Regions from separate parts of the Sus scrofa genome. Here region 1 is linked to region 2. Evidence: chromatin contacts called from public HiChIP or PLAC-seq data. All regions are on one chromosome and are shown on one strand. The core of a region is the stretch at or near the end of the contact, and the rest is flanking DNA. Distances in the headings are between cores, read along the strand shown.

The links. HiChIP or PLAC-seq counts read pairs in DNA pulled down with a chosen protein or histone mark.
Region 1: a contact with region 2 is called in an H3K27ac HiChIP or PLAC-seq map of alveolar macrophages. The contact joins the promoter of RHBDD2 here to the promoter of MDH2 in region 2. A contact is called at or near these places in 1 of 5 promoter capture datasets (liver) and 2 of 2 datasets of contacts at active chromatin or transcription factors (alveolar macrophages and skeletal muscle).

What each region holds. Positions count from the first base shown.
Region 1 is chr3:10,325,141-10,332,398 of Sscrofa11.1, forward strand. It overlaps RHBDD2 (rhomboid domain-containing protein 2), which reads right to left and starts at 4,498. Exons shown (of 5, transcript XM_021086310.1): 1 at 4,400-4,498.
Region 2 is chr3:10,131,290-10,137,743 of Sscrofa11.1, forward strand. MDH2 (malate dehydrogenase 2, NAD (mitochondrial)) reads right to left here and starts at 1,416. Exons shown (of 9, transcript NM_001244153.1): 1 at 1,298-1,416. The coding sequence starts at 1,363. STYXL1 (serine/threonine/tyrosine-interacting-like protein 1) reads left to right here and starts at 219. Exons shown (of 15, transcript XM_021086298.1): 1 at 219-986.

The DNA.
Region 1 (7,258 bases), core at 3,248-5,747, 200 kb after region 2:
GCCTTTGGAATGGAGAAGCAATGAGCTCCGGCTGCATAGCCCTGGGAACTATGTCTAGTCACTTATGATGGAGCGTGGTGGAAGATAATGTGAGAGAAGGAATGTATATATTATGGATGTGAGACTGGGTCACCCTGCTGTACAGCGGAAAACTGATAGAACGCTGTAAACCAACGACAGTGGAAAACGTAAAAATCATTTAAAATAATAAAAATAAAACTGTGTTATCCACCAAGCCAAGTGAAAACACAGCCACACGAAAGCGTGTACTAGAAAGCATGTTCATAGCACACGATGCACAACAGCCATGATGTTGAAACACCAAGGGTTTCGTCACCGATAAGTGGATGAACAAAGTGGTCGATCCATAAACAAAACATTATTCAGCCATAAAAAAGAACAAAGGCCTGACACATGTTACGACATTAATGAACCTTGAGAAAATTAAGCTAAGTGAGAGAAATCAGTCACGAAAGGCCATTCATTCTATTTATATGAAGTGTCCAGAATGGGGAAATCCCCGGTCTGGTATTTTCCCATAATCTCTTTGCCATAAATATCTTTGCCACAAGCATTTTGCTGCAGACACTTCTTCCCGCAGAACTAATTGGCCATAGAGCAATTTTGTTATAAAAGACTAAATAACAAAGAATCAAAGCGGGACATTGAGAAGGACACACAGACACAGGAAACCTGAGTCACAAAATTAAAAGGGCTTTATTGCAAAATACGAAGTGTCGGAATAAACTGAACGTTTGTGTAGGTTCACGGCAATACCGTGCAAATGACCGATGTTATTTTGTGGCTTGGGCTCAACCCCTGGTCTTCGAAGTTGTCCATTCATGGTTCCATACAGTTTTCTGCCTGTGGCTTCATCACACTGTTTTCCTTTTTCGCTAAAATTCCTCCTTTCAGAGTTCCCGTGGTGGCACAGTGGTTAACGAATCCAACTAGGAACCATGAGGTTGCGGGTTCGATCCCTGGCCTCACTCAGTGGGTTAACGATCCGGCGTTGCCGTGAGCTGTGGTGTAGGTTGCAGACGCGGCTCGGATCCTGAGTTGCTGTGCCTCTGGCGTAGGCTGGTGGCTACAGCTCCGATTAGACCCCTGGCCTGGGAACCTCCATATGCCGCGAGAGCGGCCCAAGAAATGGCAAAAAGACCAAAAATAAAATAAAATAAATAAATAAAAATAAAATTCCTCCTTTCAAGAGAGGTATCGGTTTCCAGGTACGAGGGTGCGTCCTTGTCTCCGAGCTCTGTGCGGCGCTGGGAGGAGCCCCCACACCACGGTGTTCTTGGCATGGTGTCGCATGTCTGTGGATAGATGTTCCGAAGTGCTGTGGGAAATGGGGTTTCAACTCTGTGCCTCGCAAGCCTTCGCCCCCTGTCTCCTCCCACGCAGGGGGTTTCAAAATAAGAAACCAGCTCCCGGGGCTGATCATTGTCATCTGTCAGCTCCACCAAGCCATCCATGATGCTGCCGAGAGGGAAAAACGCTAATTCATTTCCACCGGTTGAAACCAAACTGTCAAACCGGCTGTCAACCAGCTGTTTGCTCTTTCCTGGCAAAAATGCCTTCCAGCCCACGGGCCATGCGGTGATAATGTTTGAGGCAAAAGTACTGGTGGCAGAGATGTCAAAGACGCAGAGCGGAACCCCCACGTCCCACAGAACTTGGGAACATCCGTCAACAGAGGCTTGGAGCCGAAAAGACCTAGAACCGTTTGGAAGGTTAGGTAGAATTTTTACCATGTCTGGCGTGTGGCGACCTTATCAATGATCACGTATTACTAGAAAGGGAGACCCACTTTCCACTTTGGGTTCCAGCTACAAACACCCGACGGCTGCTCTTTGGGCTGAAAGATACTCTGACGCAAAGCTGGGACGGGGATAGAAAAAGGGGCAGGGAGGACTGGCCTGGGGAAATACAGCTATTTTTGGATCAGATAAGGCTTCCTAAAGCTCAGGCAAGGCAAAAGCATCTGTTGAGCGTCTGCTTCGTTCTACAGGGTCCAGGGGTCAGCTGGAGGCCTGGAGCTGGTGAACACACAGGCCCCACCGCAGGTGAGCAGCCGAGCTGAAACTCGAGTTCGAATCTCATCATCCTGACGCAGTGCTGAGCGTCGCTGTGGCTGGGCGTCATGCTTCCCCTGGACGGGGTAGAATTTTCACTGGCAGCCATTCTGGAAAGAGGCCAGTCCTTGGACGAAGCCTGAAGGGTGGAGAAGCAGGACTCGGACTGAAGGGAGGCGAAGGTCTTCTCCCTTTCTCCTGGCCTCAGGCCCACGCACCTGGGTTCTGGGGCAGAGGTAATGGGACGGTTCATTTCATGTGTCAACGTGGCTAGGCTAAGATGCCCAGGTGTTGGCTGGACACCAGTCTTGATGTGGCAGTGAAGATGTGTGTGTGCATGTGTGTGTGTGTGTGTGTGTGTGTGTGTGTGTGTGTGTGTGTGTGTGTGTATTTTGCTTTTTAGGGCTGCACATATGGCATATGGAAGTTTCCAGGCTAGGGGTTGAATCGGAGCTGCAGCTACTGGCCTACGCCAGAGCCACAGCCACAGCAATACGGGATCCGAGGCACATCTGGGACCTACACCACAGTTCATGGCAATGCCAGATCCTTAACCCACTGAGCGAGGCCAGGGATCGAACCCTCCCCTTCAAGAATATGAGTTGGGTTTGTAACCTGCTGAGCCACAACGGGAGAGCCCATGCGAAGGTATCTTTCAGATGTGACTAAACGTTAAAATCAGAAGACGATGAGGGAAGTGCATCACTCTTTGCAATATGATTAAGCCTCATCTAATCAGTTGAAGGCCTTAAGAGCAAAGCCTGGAGTTCCCTGGTGGCCTAGTAGTTAAAGATCGGGCACTGTCACTGCCAAGTGGCTCCAGTCACTGCTGTGGCGCAGTTTTGATCCCTGGCCTGGGAACTTCCACATGCTACAGGTGAGGCAGAAAAAAAAAAGAGAGAGAGAGCAAAGCCTGAGGGTTCCTCAAAAGAAGGATTTCTCCTCCAGCCTGTGACATAGAAACACTCCCTGAGCTGCCAGTCTGCTGCGCTGTGGAGCTGGGACTCAACGCTGTAACCGCAGCCTGAATTTCCAGCCTGCCATCTTGCCCTACAGATTTTGGACTTGTCAGCAACCACCATCGTGTGAGGCAATTTTGTAAAATAAGTCTCTATTTCTCTCTCCGTAGCATTACACCCGAATGGTTCTGTTTCGCTGAGAATCTTGACTAACACAGTTTCTTTGGAAACCAGCTCCTGCAGAGGGTTGGGGCTGGGAATTGGGCAAGAGCAGCGTTGGACGGGATCCTGTGGGTGGACGGGTACCCAGGGACTCTGGCTGCAGCCTCCCCGAGACGCAGCCGGGAGGGTCTGAATCAGAGTCAGCAGACCGAGGCTTGTGAGCCGAGTCCACCCCAGCCCACTGGGTGCAGCCCACAGAGTGAAGACTGGCTTCTGCATGTTTCGAGGGCAGTCAAAACAGACAAACACATGCGAGCTGAAGCAGTGGGATGTGGCTCTGCTCCAGGAAGGACGACGCCTTTCTTGCTTTGTGTTGTGTTTTGGACGCACACACGACATGCAGAATTTCCCAGGCCATGGATCGACCCCACACCAGAGCCGGGAACCGAGCCTTGACCGTGACAATGTCCAATCCTTGACTGCTAGACCACCAGGTCCCCTTTCTAATGGCAGGCTCCTCTTGTTTGTTCCAGAACTATACACGAAGTGCTGGAATAAAAGCAGCCCACAAAGACGAAGCTGCTTCTGAAAAAGCCTCAAAGAAAGGGTCTTTTTTCCCCACTTGAATGTACACATTTTCAGGAGGGGGATGCCTCTTTGTAATATATTTGTAACATTTGTGAAATGGTATTTATCAATTTTGGTATGTGCTTATTTAAAAAATGTATGTTATATATATATAGCAATGTATTAATTTACAAACACCAGATTTTCCACTCTCTGAGTTCATGAAGCTATTTTGTTCAAATCTCCCCCTGCAACTCTAACACCAGTGTCTTTAGTATCCCTGAGACCGTCCACACACACACACACACACACACACACACACATCTGTTATGAAACATTTAAAACATATGCAAGTCAAGAGAATAGTATAATGAAACCCCAAATACCCATCTCTAGCTTCAATAATAATCCATGTCTGGCCAGTCCCGTTTCCTTTATGTCCATCTATTCATCTCTCCTGCATTATTTTTCTCTTTTTAAAAAATTGAGGTAAACGTCACCTATTAACCATCTCAAAGTATGTATGTATCTCAGGGGCATTTCGTGCGTTCACAACGTTGTGCAACCACCAGCTCTGTCTCGTTTCAAAGCATTTTCATCAGCCCCAAAGAAACCCGCATGCCCATAAACACTCACGCCTTTCCCACGGCCCCCGGCAACCACGGATCTCTTGTCTGTCTCTTCGGATTTACTTTCCTGGATATCTCATCCTCTGCGTGACCTTCAGTGTCTGGCCTCTTTCACTTCAGTTTTCTGCTTTAGTAACTACGGGGGCGGGGGGGTAAATCATCACAATGTCATTAGAATATAATCATCGTGACCATTCCGACATCCCTCAAAATCAACACATTTTTGGAGTTCCCGTTGTGGCGCAGTGGTTAACAAATCCGACTAGGAACCATGAGGTTGCGGGTTCGAACCCTGCCCTTGCTCAGTGGGTTAAGGATCCGGCGTTGCCATGAGCTGTGGTGTAGGTGGCAGACGCAGCTTGGATCCCACGTTGCTGTGACTGGCGTAGGCCGGTGGCTACAGCTCTGATTAGACCCCTAGCCTGGGAACCTCCATATGCCACAGGAGTAGCCCTAGAAATGGCAAAAAACAAAAACAAACAAACAAAAAAAACAAAGTCAAAATCAACACATTTTTAGTATCACCTAATGAACAATCTGTGTTCAATTACCCCAGTTATCTCAAAAATGTCTTTTGGTCATTGGTTTGTTCCAACGAGAACCCCAACTAGGATCGCAAGATACTCTCCGTGGCAATGCCTCTCAGGTTTCTTTCTTTCTCTTTCTTATAAGAGTTAATTTCCATGGCGTTGTCCCTGTTCCAGGAAGGCATAGGCGGAGCAGGAATACTGCTTCCTCCGCTCCCACATCTCCTGCAATGGTTTTATTCCAATGCCTGTGTATCTAGAGCCACATTTGGAATCTCTGAGGAGGCGTCTGGAGCACATCGTGTTTAAGATGCCTCAGGCTTTACCGAGAGCCCTTGTGGAAACGGCGTGGGATGTCATCATTGGACATTATCGCCAGCCAGAAGCAGGTGTCTCTGCTATCTACAAAATATGCATTTCCATATTATTTATTTTTACTTTTTTTTTTTTTTTTTTTTTTTTTGTCTTTTTGCCTTTTCTAGAGCCACTCCTGCCACCTATGGAGGTTCCCAGGCTAGGGGTCTAATCGAAGCTGTAGCCACCAGCCTACACCACAGCCACAGCAACGTGGGATCCAAGCTGCATCTGCCACCTACACCACAGCTCACAGCAACAGCAGATCCCTAACCCACTGAGCAAGGCCAGGGGTCGAACCTGCCACCTCATGGTTCCTAGTTGGATTCATTAACCACTGTGCCACGACAGGAACTCCTATTTTTACAATATTTTTAGCATGAAATACTATATGACTTTTGTCCCCCTTTGTATTATAGGATATTAAAAACATACACATAATAGAGAGAATAGTATCGTAAACTTTCATGGACTCATCACTCAGCTCAACAATCATCAGCTGAGTGATGGAGGTTCCCAGGCTAAAGGTCGAATTGGAGCTGTAGCTGCCAGCCACAGCCACAGCCACGCCAAATCCAAGCCACATCTGCAACCTACACCACAGTTCAAGGCAATGCCGCATCCTTAACCCACTGAGCGAGGCCAAGGATTGAACTCGCAACCTCACGGTTCCCAGTCAGATTCGTATCTGCTGTGCCACGACAGGAACTCCGATTGATTCTTTTTATTTAGTTTTCAGAATGAACTGCCTCCTTAAGATCCCTTAAAAGTGACTGTTACGGGTTGAACTGTTTTCCTCTGTTAAAGTTCTAACCCCCAGTAGCTCAGAATGTAAGCTTCTTTGGGGAGTTCCAGTCATGGTGCAGCAGAAATGAATCTGACTGGGAACCATGAGGTTGTGGGTTCGATCCCTGGCCTCGCTCAGTGGGTTAACGATCCCACATTGCCATGAGCTGTGGTGTAGGTCGCAGACGCAGCTCAGATCTGGTGTGGCTGTGGCTGTGGTATAGGCTGGCAGCTGCAGCTCCATTTTGACCCCTAGCCTAGGAACCTCCATATGCCATGGGTGTGGCCCAAAATGCAAAAAAAAAAAAAAAAAAAAAAAAGAATGTGAGCATCCTTGAAAATGAGGTTGTTGCTGATGTAATTAGCTAAGATGTGGTCATTTGGAGTAGGACAGGCCCTTAATCCAATAGGACTGGAGGCTTCCTGGGAAGAGGAGCGAATGGCCATGTGATGACGGAAGCAGAGGGATGCTCCTACAAGCCAAGGAACGCCAAGGGCTGCCAGCAAACACAGCAGCTAGAAGAGGCAAGAAAGACTTCTTCCCTACAGGTTGCAGATGGAGCACAGGCCTGCCAACACCTTGATTTTGGACTTCTGGCCTCCAGAACAGGGAGACAATAAATTTCTCGTGTTTTGAGCCACACAATTAGTGGCATTTTTTGTCTTGTTTTGTTTTGCTTTTCAGGGCTGCACCCTGAAAAAGCACATATGGAGGTTCCCAAGCTAGGGGTTGAATTGGAGCTGTAGCTGCCGGCCTATGCCACAGTCACAGCCACAGCAATGCAGGATCCGAGTTGCATCTGCGACCTACATACACCACAGCTCATGGCAATGCCAGATCCTTAACCCAGTGAGTGAGGCCAGGGATCGAATCTGTGGCCTCACAGATGTTAGATTCGTTAACTGCTGAGCCATAATGGGAACTCCTGGTGGCACTTTGTCATAGCAGCTCTAGGGAACTGATAGAGTAACCAATGAAGTTTTACTTTTTTATTCATTTTTTTGGGTGCATCTGCAGCATATGGGAGTTTCTGCGCTAGAGATCAAACCCTGCCACAGCAGCGACCCAAGCCACAACAGTGACAGTGCTGGCTCCCTAATCCACTGAGCCACCAGGGAACTCTGAAGTTTTTATTTTTTAAAGACTGCTCTGAACTCACAAATTTTAACACATGTTTTGTTTTACTCCATTGCAGTTA
Region 2 (6,454 bases), core at 166-2,665:
ACTAGTCGGGTTACAGCTGAGCCATGATGGGAACTCCTGAATAGGCATTTTAAACAACACAAATCAATTCTGAGCTCCGGATATCTGCCCCTTCCATCTCCTTTTCTTCTAACAATCTGTATCATCTTGGCACACCTCAACTCGAAAGCCCAAAGCCTTGCTGTCCTCCATGGTCCCCTTTCTCTCAATACCCTTCGTTAAATCACCTGTCAGCGAATCCCATTGCCTTAGCTTCACTGCGTTCCCTTCCCCACTCCTCAGCATCTATCTTCATCCCCTCCACCTATCCTACATTTACTCCTTGTTGGCCAAAGTGCAGCCATCATGGTATCACTTGCAGCCCCAAGGACAATTTTTGGCAAACATGAATACTCAATGCGCTTATTTCTATATTTTAAAAATGAATTCCACTCACAGCAAACTGATCTGAAAGACAGAAGCTAAACAAGAAATGAGGAATCTCATTCAATAACCACCTCCCCTTTGGGTGTGGTACCTAAGAGGCAATGTGGGTATCTCCAGGCTTCTCAGACTTTGGCTATATGAGAATCACTTGGTAAAAATACTTAGGCCCGGATCCCAACCTCCTTTAATGAGCCTTCGCCTCCGATCGTCATCAGCTTCCAGGTGATCCTAACTCACACCAGAGTTTGAGAATCGCTGCCCTAGAAGACGGCTAAAAATAGGTTAGGCTTAAGTAGTCCCAGGCCCACATCATGTACTGTTACACCGCGTGGGGGCCGGCCCAGTCCGCCGGCAGCAGGAAGGAGCCTTCAAAAGGTCCTTAAGAGGAAGCAGCGTCTTCAGATTCTTAGAGGAAAAGCTTGTTGTTCCAAAAGTCACTGACGGTGGTCAGGAGAGCTGAATTTTAAAACTTTGGCCGAAAGACTGTGTAACCTTGAACCAGTGCTCTACCTTCAGCGTTTATCTGCACTACGGAGTTAAAAATTACACACTATTTGTACAGACGCTGCAGGAAGAACGAGGTTAGTCTCTCAAAGTACTATGGAAAATAAGTGGCTTTCGGCTCGAGAGCCCTGGCTTTTCAACCTGGAAGGAGCAGGCCCTCTGGAGGACCTGGAGGCGAGCTGTGGGGCTCGGAGAAGCGCATCGGTCCTAGAGTTGCCTCTCCCCTACTCCCGCACTTCCTGCGGGGTATCAGGGCCGGCCGAGGGGGCCACAGCCGCGGGTCGGCACCGGGCGGCCCCGCGGTCCAGGCTGACCTGGGAGTCAGGCTGCTAGCGAGCCAGCAACACACGTGGCCTACGCAGGGGAGCCTCTGCTTCGCAGGGCCTACCTGGGCCGAGGTGCTGAAGCTGCGGCGGAGAGCGGCGCCGGCAGGCCGGGCGAGGGCGGAGAGCATGGCTGGGGCGTGCGGGGAGAGGACCGGCCGGCAAACGAGCTGGCAGCAAGAAAGTGACTCCAACGACCTCCACACTCCACAGGCCCTCCCGGCTCCGCTCCGCCAGGTCTCGCGAGACTGGCCCGACTTCCGGCGCCCCACCTCCCGGATCTCGCGGTGTCTCGGCCGCATCCGGGTTGTAGCGGTGGCGGGCGGTGGGACGCGCCCGGAGCCGGGTCCAGGGCTAGGTCATAGCGCGGGTCGGGAGACGCGGTCGGAGTGGGAGGGAGAGTCTGCACCCGAGAGGTGGAAGAAGACGGGCTTGAGGCTGGAAGAGCCTTAGAGGAGCCATTTTGCAGGTGGGGCCCCAGACAGAGGCTCTGACAGGGAGACCGGCCGAGTTGGCGCCCCGGGCCCGGACTCGGCCAAACCTACCCCTCCTGCCCCTGGAGGCGGGAGGGGCTCCGAGCCCTGGAAAGCTTTGGAAAGGAAAGAGGGACGGGGAGGCCGAAAATCTTGGGATTACGGGTGGAAAAATGGGGGCTCTCCTAATCATCACTTCGGTGCACCCCTGCCCCGCCCCTGCTCACACAGACCCGGTCCACCCTCCAGTGTTGTCATCCTTCCTGGTAACCAGAACCTTCCACTGCAGTTTAGAAAGCTTTAGAGACACCCTGAGCACTGATCTTGTGTGCAACACTGATCTACTCTTCCTGAGTTTAGAGGGAAGCAGCCCCACGTTATAGATGCAGAAACAGGTGATGAGTTGCCAGTCCTTACTCCTCAGGTCTGCCCAGTAATAACGTGAACCCAGAATAATGTTTCTGCTGAAGGGGTAAAGAAACTGGCTGAGCTCGGTTAAGTGGATTTACTCAGAATCTACCTGGCCAGAAATAAAGATAGGGTTGCTGTTCAGAAGAAGCTTATTTAAATTCATCAGTTAATTTATAAGCTTCATTCACACACACCTCCCGTTGTATTTTATGGGCGTACAGAGAATTCCTTGCTCTCAGGAAGTTCAGGGTCAGAGTTCAGTGAATTGCGGCTCAGTGAAAACGAATCTGACTAGCATCTATGAGGACAAAGGTTCAATCCCTGGTCTCACTCAGTGGGCTAAGGATCCTGTGTTGCCGTCAGCTGTGGTGTAGGTCACAGGTGTGGCTCAAATCCTGTGTTGCTGTGTTGTAGGCTGACAGCTGCAGCTCTGATTGGATTCCTAGCCTGGGAACCTCCATATGCCTTGGGTGTGGCCCTAAAAAGAAAAAAAAAATTCAAAATCAAGTGGGGTAGATAAGTGAGCTGCAGGTTACTGCTTCTATAGAGGAGTGTACAAACTGACGGATAGGACCCATGGCTGAGCCTGCCTGAGAACATTGGTTGGGGAAGCAGCGGGTGCAAAGAACAGTTAGCACAAGACCCGAAGATGGAATCATGAGCAGGGAGTACATGATGACTGGCTTTTGTCCCTCCTTTTCACTTGTTCATTGAGCTATGAAAACATGCCAGCCCAAGCTTGGAGCTGGCTGCTCCACTGTGAGCAAGATCCACACATTTTCTGCTTTCAGGGGACTCGTCGTCTAGTGGGGGAGACAGGTAAATTGCAAGCAGCATGGTATGGCCAACCCTTGGAGAATTATGAGGGCTGTGGGGACACAGAGGAAGTCTGTCTCACCCCGACTTGGGGTGGAGGGGGCCGCCTCGTGAGAGGACTTTGGAGGATGAAGCACCGAAGCTGAGCTGTAAAGGAAATAAAAAGCAGGAGTTAGGCTCAGCTGCGCAGGAGGGAGAGATCCATGCCTGGGCTTTTGGGAAGGCTTTGGAGCTCTAGGAGCTGGGCTTTTAACAATGGGAAGTGTGCCAGTGAGAAAGAATGAGAAAAGAGCCCAAAGAAAAAGCTGGAGGAGACGGTAAACATAATTTTTGTGGGAGTGGGGACAAGAGGGCTGTGCTCTTTATCAGTGACGGTGTTTGTCTTTTTAAGGCCGCACCTGTGGCATATGTAGGTTCCCAGGCTAGGGGTCAAATTGGAGCTACAGCTGCCAGTCTACACCACAGCCATAGCAACTTGGGATCTGAGCTGTGTCTGCGACCTATAACAGCTCATGGCAACACTAGATCCTTAACCCGCTGAGCGAAGCCAGGGGTCAAATCCGTGTCCTCGTGGATGCTAGTCGGGTTCATTACTGCTGAACCATGATGGGAACTCGTAGTTGCTTTTTGAAAATCCCAAGGTGGTTCATAATCATCTTAACAGCTGCTGTGTTAAGGCACTGCCCTGCTTTGTAGTGTAACTATTATACTAGATAGGCAGAGCTTCCTTCAAGAAGCCTGGTGCAGTCGGAAAATGGTTGTATGTCTTCATTCCCACTCATCTTTTAAATCTTTGCTTGCCCTCAAGTTACATCTAGTCACCAGGACAAACTTGTTGCAATAAATAGCCTAGATGTCCAGTTCATATTAATATTCAAAACTCCGAACTTAACTCAAAAGGCTCCCCCGCTTCCCCTCTTGAGCTTGCTTCTGGCTCCTGCTTTTGGAGAGGAGAGTGGTTCACTTCTCCATTTCGCCATCTTACTTCCTCGATACCTCTCAAGGCTGAGGCTTCAGAGTCATCAGTGTTGGTGGAGGGGGGGCGGTGAAAATAAAGACGGGGCAGGAAAGGTCCTTTTGAGCTTGACGGGAGTTTGGAGCTGACACTCCATGCAGTGCTTTTGAGAGTCTCTTTTACCTGTAGTTTCCTTGACCTAGGTGGTGACATCTCAGTTTTGCTGCTTCCAGTTGCTACCTTAAACCCTGTTTTCTGGAATCCCCCACTACCTGCAATTGGTCCTTTGTCTGCCCAGGTGGCCCTTGTGGGCTTTAACAAGGCTTGTAGTTGGCCTTCTCTCTTGCCCGTCTATAGGAAACACATAGGATTTGCCACAACAAATTCTAGGGGTGTAGGCTGTTGCAAATGCAGCTGCCAGCGTCAGACTTGTCCAGATGTGGATCCACCACCAGCCTCTGCCTGCACAAGCTTCAGAGGGCACAAGCCAAGCTATTGTAGGGATTTTCTTTCTGGCTTCATGAGCTGTTTAAAGAAAATTGAGGAGTTCCCATCGTGGTGTAGTGGAAACAAATCTGACTAGGAACCATGAGGTTGCAGGTTCGATCCCTGGCCTTGCTCAGTGGGTTAAGGATCTGGTGTTGCCATGAGCTGTGTAGGTTGCAGACACAGCTTGGATCTGGTGTGGCTGTGGCTGTGGTGTAGGCCGGTGGCTACAGCTCTGATTGATCCCCTAGCCTGGGAAACTCCATGTGCCGCAAGTGTGGCCCTAGAAAGACAAAAAAAAAAAAAAAAAAAAAAAAAAGCTGAGACTTGTGTTTGAAATCAGAAAAATGCTAAGGAGATGAAGAGCTTTGAGATGCTAAAAGGAGAAAGAGAGAAGGATTTAAGTGGGAGGCAATGAGGTCAGAGGATGCTTATCCCTCCGATCTGGGAAGAAGCTTGAAGGGTACTCAGGGGGCAGTTGGTGGGGTGGGACTCTTAGTAGTCAGTGGCCTTAACCTTCCCAGGCATGAAAGTGAGAGCAGAATGAGATAATGAGAGAAGCTGTTGCCTGGGCGTAGGTTTGGATGACAGTTGTTGCCATGGGGGAAATACTGGGCAAATAAGGAATGATGAGCAAAGGATCATGGGTGGCTGTGAGAGCCACACTAAAGTTCTGTGTATACCTTCTGTTTGGCCAAGTTCATGTGGTTTGTCACAGACCAGGCCCCAACCAAGTTCATGGATGTACAGGTGGGGCCACACACAGACTTGCATCCATATACACCTTCTTATTCACATCCCTCAACACATAAACCTGGTTCTATGCAGGGGATTTGAAAAATGATTGCCATATGGTTTACATACAGAGCAGTACACAGATCTTAAGTGGGCAACTGAATGGTTTTGACAATTTACACCCTTGTAGCCACCACCCAAAATAAGCCATAGAAACATTGTTATTCCAGACAGTTCCGTCATGCCCCAGAGAGCTGCTTCCTGATACTTAACACCACAGATTAATTTTGCTCGTTCTTGATAGTATATCTTTATACGCAATATACAAATAACATTGATAGCCTCCTTGACACACCCTTACAAAAGCCACACACACACACACACACACACACACACACACACACACACACACACACACACATATATACACTCACCACTTTCTTCCTTATATAGGCTTAGACCGTAGTCATGAGCTATCAGGTTTTTTTTTTCCTTAGGTGCACATGTTCTCTGCTAACCTGCCTTCTCTTGAACCCTAAAATTGTACCTCAAGTGAAGTATTTTAAATCTTTGCTTTCAGATCCTTCGAGCTTAAATGAATTAGAAAGGTTGTAATTGTCCCACCTGCAGAGGAGTGTCCCTTATTTTTCTCTAGGTGCCCTAAAGTATTGGAAAATGGGGACATACATTTTATTTTATTTTATTTCCGCTGTACAGCATGGGGATCAAGTTACTCTTACATGTATACATTTTTCCCCTACCCTTTGTTCTGTTGCAGTATGAGTATCTAGACATAGTTCTCAATGCTACTCAGCAGGATCTCCTTGTAAATCTATTCCAAGTTGTATCCGATAACCCCAAGCTCCCGATCCCTCCCACTCCCTCCCTCTCCCGTGGGGCAGCCACAAGTCTATTCTCCAAGTCCATGATTATCTTTTCTGTGGAGATGTTCATTTGTGCTGGATATTAGATTCCAGTTATTAGTGATATCATATGGTATTTGTCTTTCTGACTCATTTCACTCAGTATGAGAGTCTCTAGTTCCATGTTGCTGCAAATGGCATTATGTCATTCTTTTTTATGGCTGAGTAGTATTCCATTGTGTGTATGTATACCACATCTTCCTATTCCAATCATCTGTTGATGGACATTTGGGTTGTTTCCATGTCCTGGCTATTGTGAATAGAGCTGCAATGAACATGCGGGTGCAGGGACATACATTTTAAAGCGGAATTGTGTCTAGGTAGATAGCTTAACCTTCAGTTGGGGCCCATACCTGCGGGAAGTCAAAGGATTTGGCTTTCCAAGATGTGTGACAGCAGAGGCAGCTGGCGAAGCGCTCCCAA